Regions from separate parts of the Danio rerio genome. Here region 1 is linked to region 2. A link is a contact called in public Hi-C data. All regions are on one chromosome and are shown on one strand. The core of a region is the stretch at or near the end of the contact, and the rest is flanking DNA. Distances in the headings are between cores, read along the strand shown.

Region 1 (3,377 bases), core at 555-3,054, 200 kb before region 2:
TTGATTAAAAAAAAGCACCTCAACAGTTTTGCATTTATTTTTTTTCTTCGATTGAATAATAGACTTTTCTTTCATATATTTCATCGAGAATCCCCCAAAGATAGTACAGAAATCTTGTTTCGTCTTGTTCTCGTGGACCCGATCTCATGTCTCATCTTGTCACACCTGTAGTTATTGTACTAGTGCTGTTAAGCAAATAAATAATCTAGTTGGTTTACTGGTAAATTCAAATGAATGGTACGTTAAATAAAAAATGAAAAAATTAATTTCATTCACAGTACACAGTACCCTCAATATTTAAATCCATTATTGAGAAAATTACAATGAGATGAGCATCAAAAACATCACATGTTCTTTTTTCAACATAACATTTATTACACATGATTACATTTTTATATTTATTTTTTATTCAGTTATGGTCAAATGTAACCGAGTTCTTTGTTTTGTGAAACTTGAGTGAACTATTACTTTTTTATTTTATTAATATTACTCTATTTATGAAACTAAAACTGCCAATAAGTGTCAGTCTTACAATAAATATCTTACAATTTTAGTGGCCTAAATTAGCATTTTGTACTGTTTGTCTTCAGTCAATGGGTGTTTTAAATGAGTGTGTGACACTTTTTCACAAATAACTTATGAATGTGTTAACCTCTCTAGAATGTGTTTCTTGTGTGGCAAAATCAACAGAGTAATAATAATAATAATAATAATAATAATAATAATAATGGATGATTAAAAAATTCAGCTTTATAGTAATTAAATAATTTGTAAAATGCATTAAACTAGACATTTATTTTAAGTTAAGTTGAATTTAAAAAATGCAAGTTCAGTATTGGAAAGCATAAAAGACTTTCAATTTATTTCTTACTTCAGATATAGAAACGCTGGGTTTATTTAAATCGTATACCTTTTGTCATATTTAGATGTTTCAGAAACGTTCCTTTCAGGGCTCTAGAGTACAACCAAATTTCTCAATGGTGTAACCAAAGAAAATCTGAGATCACACCAGTGCGACCAGCCATCTGAGGGCAAAAAATTAATAAATCAAAAATGTCTCTGTGACTGTGGTTCAACAGACATTTGTTAGATTCATGTCAAGGTTTAAGCCGATCAGAGAAAGTAAAGTGCGGCAGTAAGTTAACTTTACATCATTTACAAGTCAATATTGCCTGTATATATGTTGATTTACGGGGGATAAAGTGTTATGTGTGATGCGGTCAAATTTTTGTCCACCTAACCTTTGTCCTGGTGCACCGAAGAAAGTCAGGCAACCAGTGCAAAAAGTTAGCCTATAGCCCTGCCTTTTGTGATTGTAACGCAGTACAGGTATTTTGTTCAAAATGCATTGAATATGGCATGAGGTGTATCAATTTCATCAGTTTCTGGTGGTAGGGGGTGCTTTATCCACAGATCCATGTTGCTTCTTCATCTGCCAACTTTTAATGCTATTTTTTTCCTTCCAGTGTGCTACTTTTTTGACCCGGATGATTTCTGCTTGCATCAAAACTTTCAGGGTGTTTTGTTTTTTCCTCTCCGCTTTTAACCTACCAGCACATCTGTTATTTCCCTTTTTTGTCAGTATTTATAAATGAGTATTGAGTCATTGTTCTGCTTAACTTTGGATTCACAATGTTTGTTTAATCTGCAAGTTTTTTTCAATGATTTCCCAAAAACAAAACCATAAAAAGATCTTGCGCAAGAAAAAAAACTGCTAATCTTGCCAAATTGTATAAAATATGTAGTTTAAAAAGCTGTATTTTACTAAAATAGTAAAAGTCGAGTTTACAGTGTTTATTCAGAATGTTTATAGAGTGTTTATACATATTTTCACTTTTTTTTAACCATGATTCACCGATTCCTGAAAGCCACATGAGCCTGAGTTTTAGCAAATGTCCTCTTGATGGCAGTGTTGTGTTGGTCACAGAGTCTATCTTCTTATTTCAGAGCGGCTGCACTGGAGCAGTTTAAGTCCCTGGGCGCTGAACCTCTTGAGGTGGATATTAAGGAGTCAGGAGAAGGTCAGGGTGGTTACGCTAAGGAGATGTCCAAGGAGTTCATCGAGGCAGAGATGAAGCTGTTTGCCAAGCAGTGTTTGGATGTTGACATCATTATCACTACCGCGCTCATCCCCGGTACGCACACCTGCACTTTTCACTCCCTTTCCGTCTAGCATTTCTGCAGTTTTTCCATCACTTGCCCTTTGCAGTGTGCTGGGGCTTGCAGATATTAAGTGATGTGCTGTTTGCTTATGCTCTTATTTTTCCATCGTTTGACTTTTAAAGGATTAACACACCCAGGAGTTGACGTTTTACTCTTTACTCAGGCTTATGTTTTAAAAAAAACACATGCTAATATTTTTCTGTAAAACACACAAATTCATTGTATATTTTTCTAAGATTTTTTTTTTTTGATGCGCAGAAGGTCTAAAATACTATCAAATGCTTATGAAGTCTTAGAGTTTTATGAAGCTGTAAAAGACTGTTTTTAAAAAGTCATCATTTATGTATTCCTTTCAGTGAAGGTAAGTGTTGTAATTGTAAAAAAGGAGTTATTTTGTAAGTCAAACATATTTACAATATCGTAATTACTAGATATGCACTGTAATAAAAAATCTGGTATGAAGCCAAAAATGCTGGATGCTCTTGACAAAAAAAAAATTAAAAATGCTTTATATTATTTAAGAAAATATTAAATAATAATTATTACAAAGTGTTTTGTTAGAATTTTTAAATTTAACTTTTTAAATTTAGACTTTTAAATTAAAATTTAACTTAAATTATACTAACATTTTAAAAAATACAAGCCAATAAATTAACCTTGTTTTATTGACAGTAACACGTGTAATTTTAAGTATGGGATAACATTACTGTTAGTTTTCAGGAAACATATTGATACTATGCCAGTAGATGTGCTGCTGTAATTGCTGCAAAAGGTAAACATACCTAATATTACAGTTCTGTTGTTTTATCAGCATTGCTATAACAGCATAATAGCACCTTTGCAAACAGCAAGATCAATTACACTACATAGAAATATCCTGCTGGTGCATTATTTAAGATGACTTGGAGGAAATGCATAGATATATGTGCAGGTACATGAGAAGAATATCAAGCTATTGTGAATGTAGACTGCGGTAAGCACAAACTGGTTGCAGGTGCGTTGTGCTGCTCTTGTACTTTGGTCGTCACAGCAACAAACTTTGCTGGAAACTGTCGGGCAGTTTGCGCTCATATTTCCACCCATTTGTATCTAATGGTGACAGAGTGGTACAGTACGGTACGGGTCACCTTTATCAGGCTTGCATTTTTACTGACAAAAGGGTACCAATGGTTTGTTCATGTTTTAAAGAATCTGAAAAGATCATTTGCTGAAAG
Region 2 (3,288 bases), core at 342-2,841:
GTGGAGGTTTGGAGAAGCGCATGTGGTGCTTTTAAAGGCTATAGATAGATGACTTTTTAGAGGATTACATGTCAATTCCCTCAATTTAATACTTTTTGTTAATTGTTTTATTTGATAAAGGTCTGACAACATTTCTTCAAAGCTTTTTAAAGTTAAAACATTGGTATCATGCTCTCTAAAACACCCGAAAAAGATGCACAGACAAAAAAATTAATTAATTAATAAAAAATAATAATTCCACAGAATTAGTTATTGAATTAAACATGTTTTGTTTACCTAAAATTCATGAGCATAAATCTTTAGTCTAATTTAAAGTGGTCTCTTTTTTCCCACACACACCTTTGGTTGATGTTTGGTGACCAAAATATTATTTTAATAAATCTGTTTTGTTCAAATGCACTAAAATATATGAATTAATAAATATATTCATTTTCAAAATGGGGTGTAAGCTGTGTATGTACAAATACACTGACGGACCACTTTATTGTCCAACTTTGAAGCAGATGGGCTACAGCATCAGAAGACCACAACGGGTGCCACTCCTGTCTGCTAATAACAATAAAGTGAGGCTACATTTTAAACATGCTCACCAAAATTGGACAATAGAAGATTGGAAAAACATTGTCTTATCTGGTGTGTTGATTTCTGCTGTGACATTGGGATGATATGGTCAGAATTTGATGTCAACAACATGAAAGCATGGATCCATTCTGCCTTGCATAAACTGTTAAGGCTGGTGGTAATAGTTTAGGGGGTATTTTCTTGGCACATTTAGGGTCCATTAGTATTAACTGAGCATCATGTCAACATCACAGCCTAAGCAACTATTGTTGCTGACCATGCTTATCCCTCTATGACCACAGTGTACCTATCTTCTGATGGCTACTTCCAGCAGGATAATGCAACATGTCAAAGCGCAAATCATCTCAGACTGGTTTCTTGACCATGGCAATGAATTCACTGCACTCATACGGCCTCCAGTCACCAGATCTCAATCCAATCAAGCACCTTTGGGATGTGGTGGAATGGGAGATTCTCATCATGGATGTGCAGCCGACAAATCTGCAGCAACCGTATGATGCTATCATGTCAATATGGACCAAAATCTCGGAGGAATTTTTCCAGTACCTCGTTGAATCTCTGCCATGAAGGATTAAGGCAGTTTTGAAGGCAATAGGGGGTCCGGCCTGGTACTAGAAAGGTGTACCTAATAAAGTGGCCGATGAGTGTATATATATATATATATATAATATGGGTGTGTTGTTTCAGATTTATATTGATACTGTGGACATTTTGGTGATTAAAACAGAAACTTTATTTTACTTATTTTTAGAATTTTTGTTTTGCTTTTATGCTTACTTTGCGTATAAAATCAAATTGGGACTTTTTGTTTTGAAGGCATTTTAAATAAAGCATAATAATAATAATAATAAAATAATGCACAGCGAAATCACATTATGTATATTTTTTGTTCTATTTTATTTGCTAAATATGATTTGAACTCGTGTATTCAACCAAAAATATACAGTATGCTTGACGCTCTCAGCCTTTTCAGAGTAATATTGATCAACAGCACCATCTAGCTGAGAAAAGCCTTTACAACACTGTTCTCAACACTGAGTCTGGTGTAACCAGTCATTAGGTGTAACACGCTTAAGGCCTGTAGCACATAGGAGGATTTTTCTTAAATCAATTTCTTGAGACAGGAAACGAATAACATAACTGAGTATTAAAAATAATCTGTCAACTTAATTATTTTTTCCACCTTTTAATAGTACAAAACATAAAACAGTATTTCTGCATGGCACACCATAGTGTTGAAATCTGGCGTCTGTTTGGTTGAACTCATCTCTACTCTTTATTGACAAAGCTGCAAAAAGACATTTTAAAGAGGTTGTGGAATTGAGTACAGTGGTGGCATTACCCAGACTTCAATTGGCATGCCATCTAAGAACACTGTGTACTTGGAATGAGCTGGAAAATTGTCGCTGCATCGGCCTTCAGGCGCTGAAAGTTGAGCAATTTGCCAAAATGGCATCTAAAAAACTTTGAAAGCAGCCTTCTTTACCAAAGCAGTAATTTAAAGAAATGACCAACAGCAAATGGAAGTCACATGTGAGCCTGTCAACAGTCTTTTAAAACAATAGACCTTCAGCGTTCTGATGATGCATCACAATAATGCCGTTTTGGTAGTGCATGCATTAGCTAGTAGCAAGAATTAAAGGTTTACTGTAGTTCACCTAAAAGTTTCCTCACCATTTACTCTCAAGTGGTTATAAACTTTTATGAACTTCTCGCTTCTGTTGAACACTAAAGAACATATTCTGAAGTATGACATCCACAGTAGAAACCAAAAATGCTGTGGGGTCAGTGCTTGCTTATTTCCAACAGCATTCCTTAGTATACCTTCCATTAAGTTCAACAAGTGAGCATTTTGATTTTGATTTTTGTGTGAACTGTCCCTTTAATTGATGTGTTTGTTAATACAAATATAACCAGTCACTGTTTACTGTAGAAGCACTACTTGTTTGCTTAAAGTTCATGTCTATACAGTATGGTTTAGTAAGAATTATTTTATGTATTACCACTGAATTGTTATTCTAAAAGTCGCAGGACTTGTTAGAATTCACAGCGAGTTGGTGGATGACGGACAAAAAGTGCATGAGCGTCAATGCTCGGTGCTCCTGCTGATTATAACAAAAGAAAACAATAACAATAACAACGAAATCAAAAGCAAAAATCGGTATTTGCCATGAAATTGAAGCCACAGGGCTGAGCTCTTCCTGCCCTCGCTGAGCTGGATTCACATTTGTAGAATACAAATTAAGAATCAATACCCAGAAAGCATTTTGGTGCACAGAAGTTCTTAGAAAAGCTTGAAAAAAATGTAATGTTTTCTTCCGTAAACCACACTGCAGTGACATAACTTCTCTTTCATCACATCTAATGCCAGTATGATAAGGGTTTCAGCAGGTCATCAGTCAATTTTAAGATCTTTTCAAAATTTGAAAGGATAACAATACATTAATGCTAAATGTATATTAGAGAGGTGTTTGTAACATAGTTTTTACCTTTAATATAAATGTATTTAACACGTATTGTTCTCTGATGAATACACTTTAACTGTATTTTACACATCGGGGAGAGTTATGGTTTGAGGAATCCCCAAGGAAGCATGCCACCCATGTTTAAATACCGCTCTTCTGAAACCTTTTCAATTTTGCCTTGTATTTGCAGTTTAATCGTCTAAAAGTTAAAGTCTTTTGATGCAAAATGAACCAAAATGAT

What was found. A called contact is a pair of places that touch in the nucleus more often than the background predicts.
Region 1: a contact with region 2 is called in a Hi-C map of embryo, with 2.9 times the contacts expected there. The contact joins two enhancer-like sites. A contact is called at or near these places in 5 of 18 Hi-C or Micro-C datasets (caudal fin, embryo, fibroblasts and 2 more) and 1 of 4 datasets of contacts at active chromatin or transcription factors (caudal fin).

The regions. Positions count from the first base shown.
Region 1 is chr21:21,155,463-21,158,839 of GRCz12tu, reverse strand. It overlaps nnt (nicotinamide nucleotide transhydrogenase), which reads left to right. Exons shown (of 22, transcript NM_214756.1): 7 at 1,948-2,135. Among named protein-coding and RNA genes, the nearest start is that of nnt, 16 kb to the left of the region's middle. Within about 2 kb of position 1,804, at least 5 of the 62 cell types and tissues checked have an H3K27ac peak or open chromatin away from gene starts, as enhancers often do.
Region 2 is chr21:20,953,659-20,956,946 of GRCz12tu, reverse strand. No RefSeq gene overlaps it. Among named protein-coding and RNA genes, the nearest start is that of fgf10a, 38 kb to the left of the region's middle. Within about 2 kb of position 1,591, at least 5 of the 62 cell types and tissues checked have an H3K27ac peak or open chromatin away from gene starts, as enhancers often do.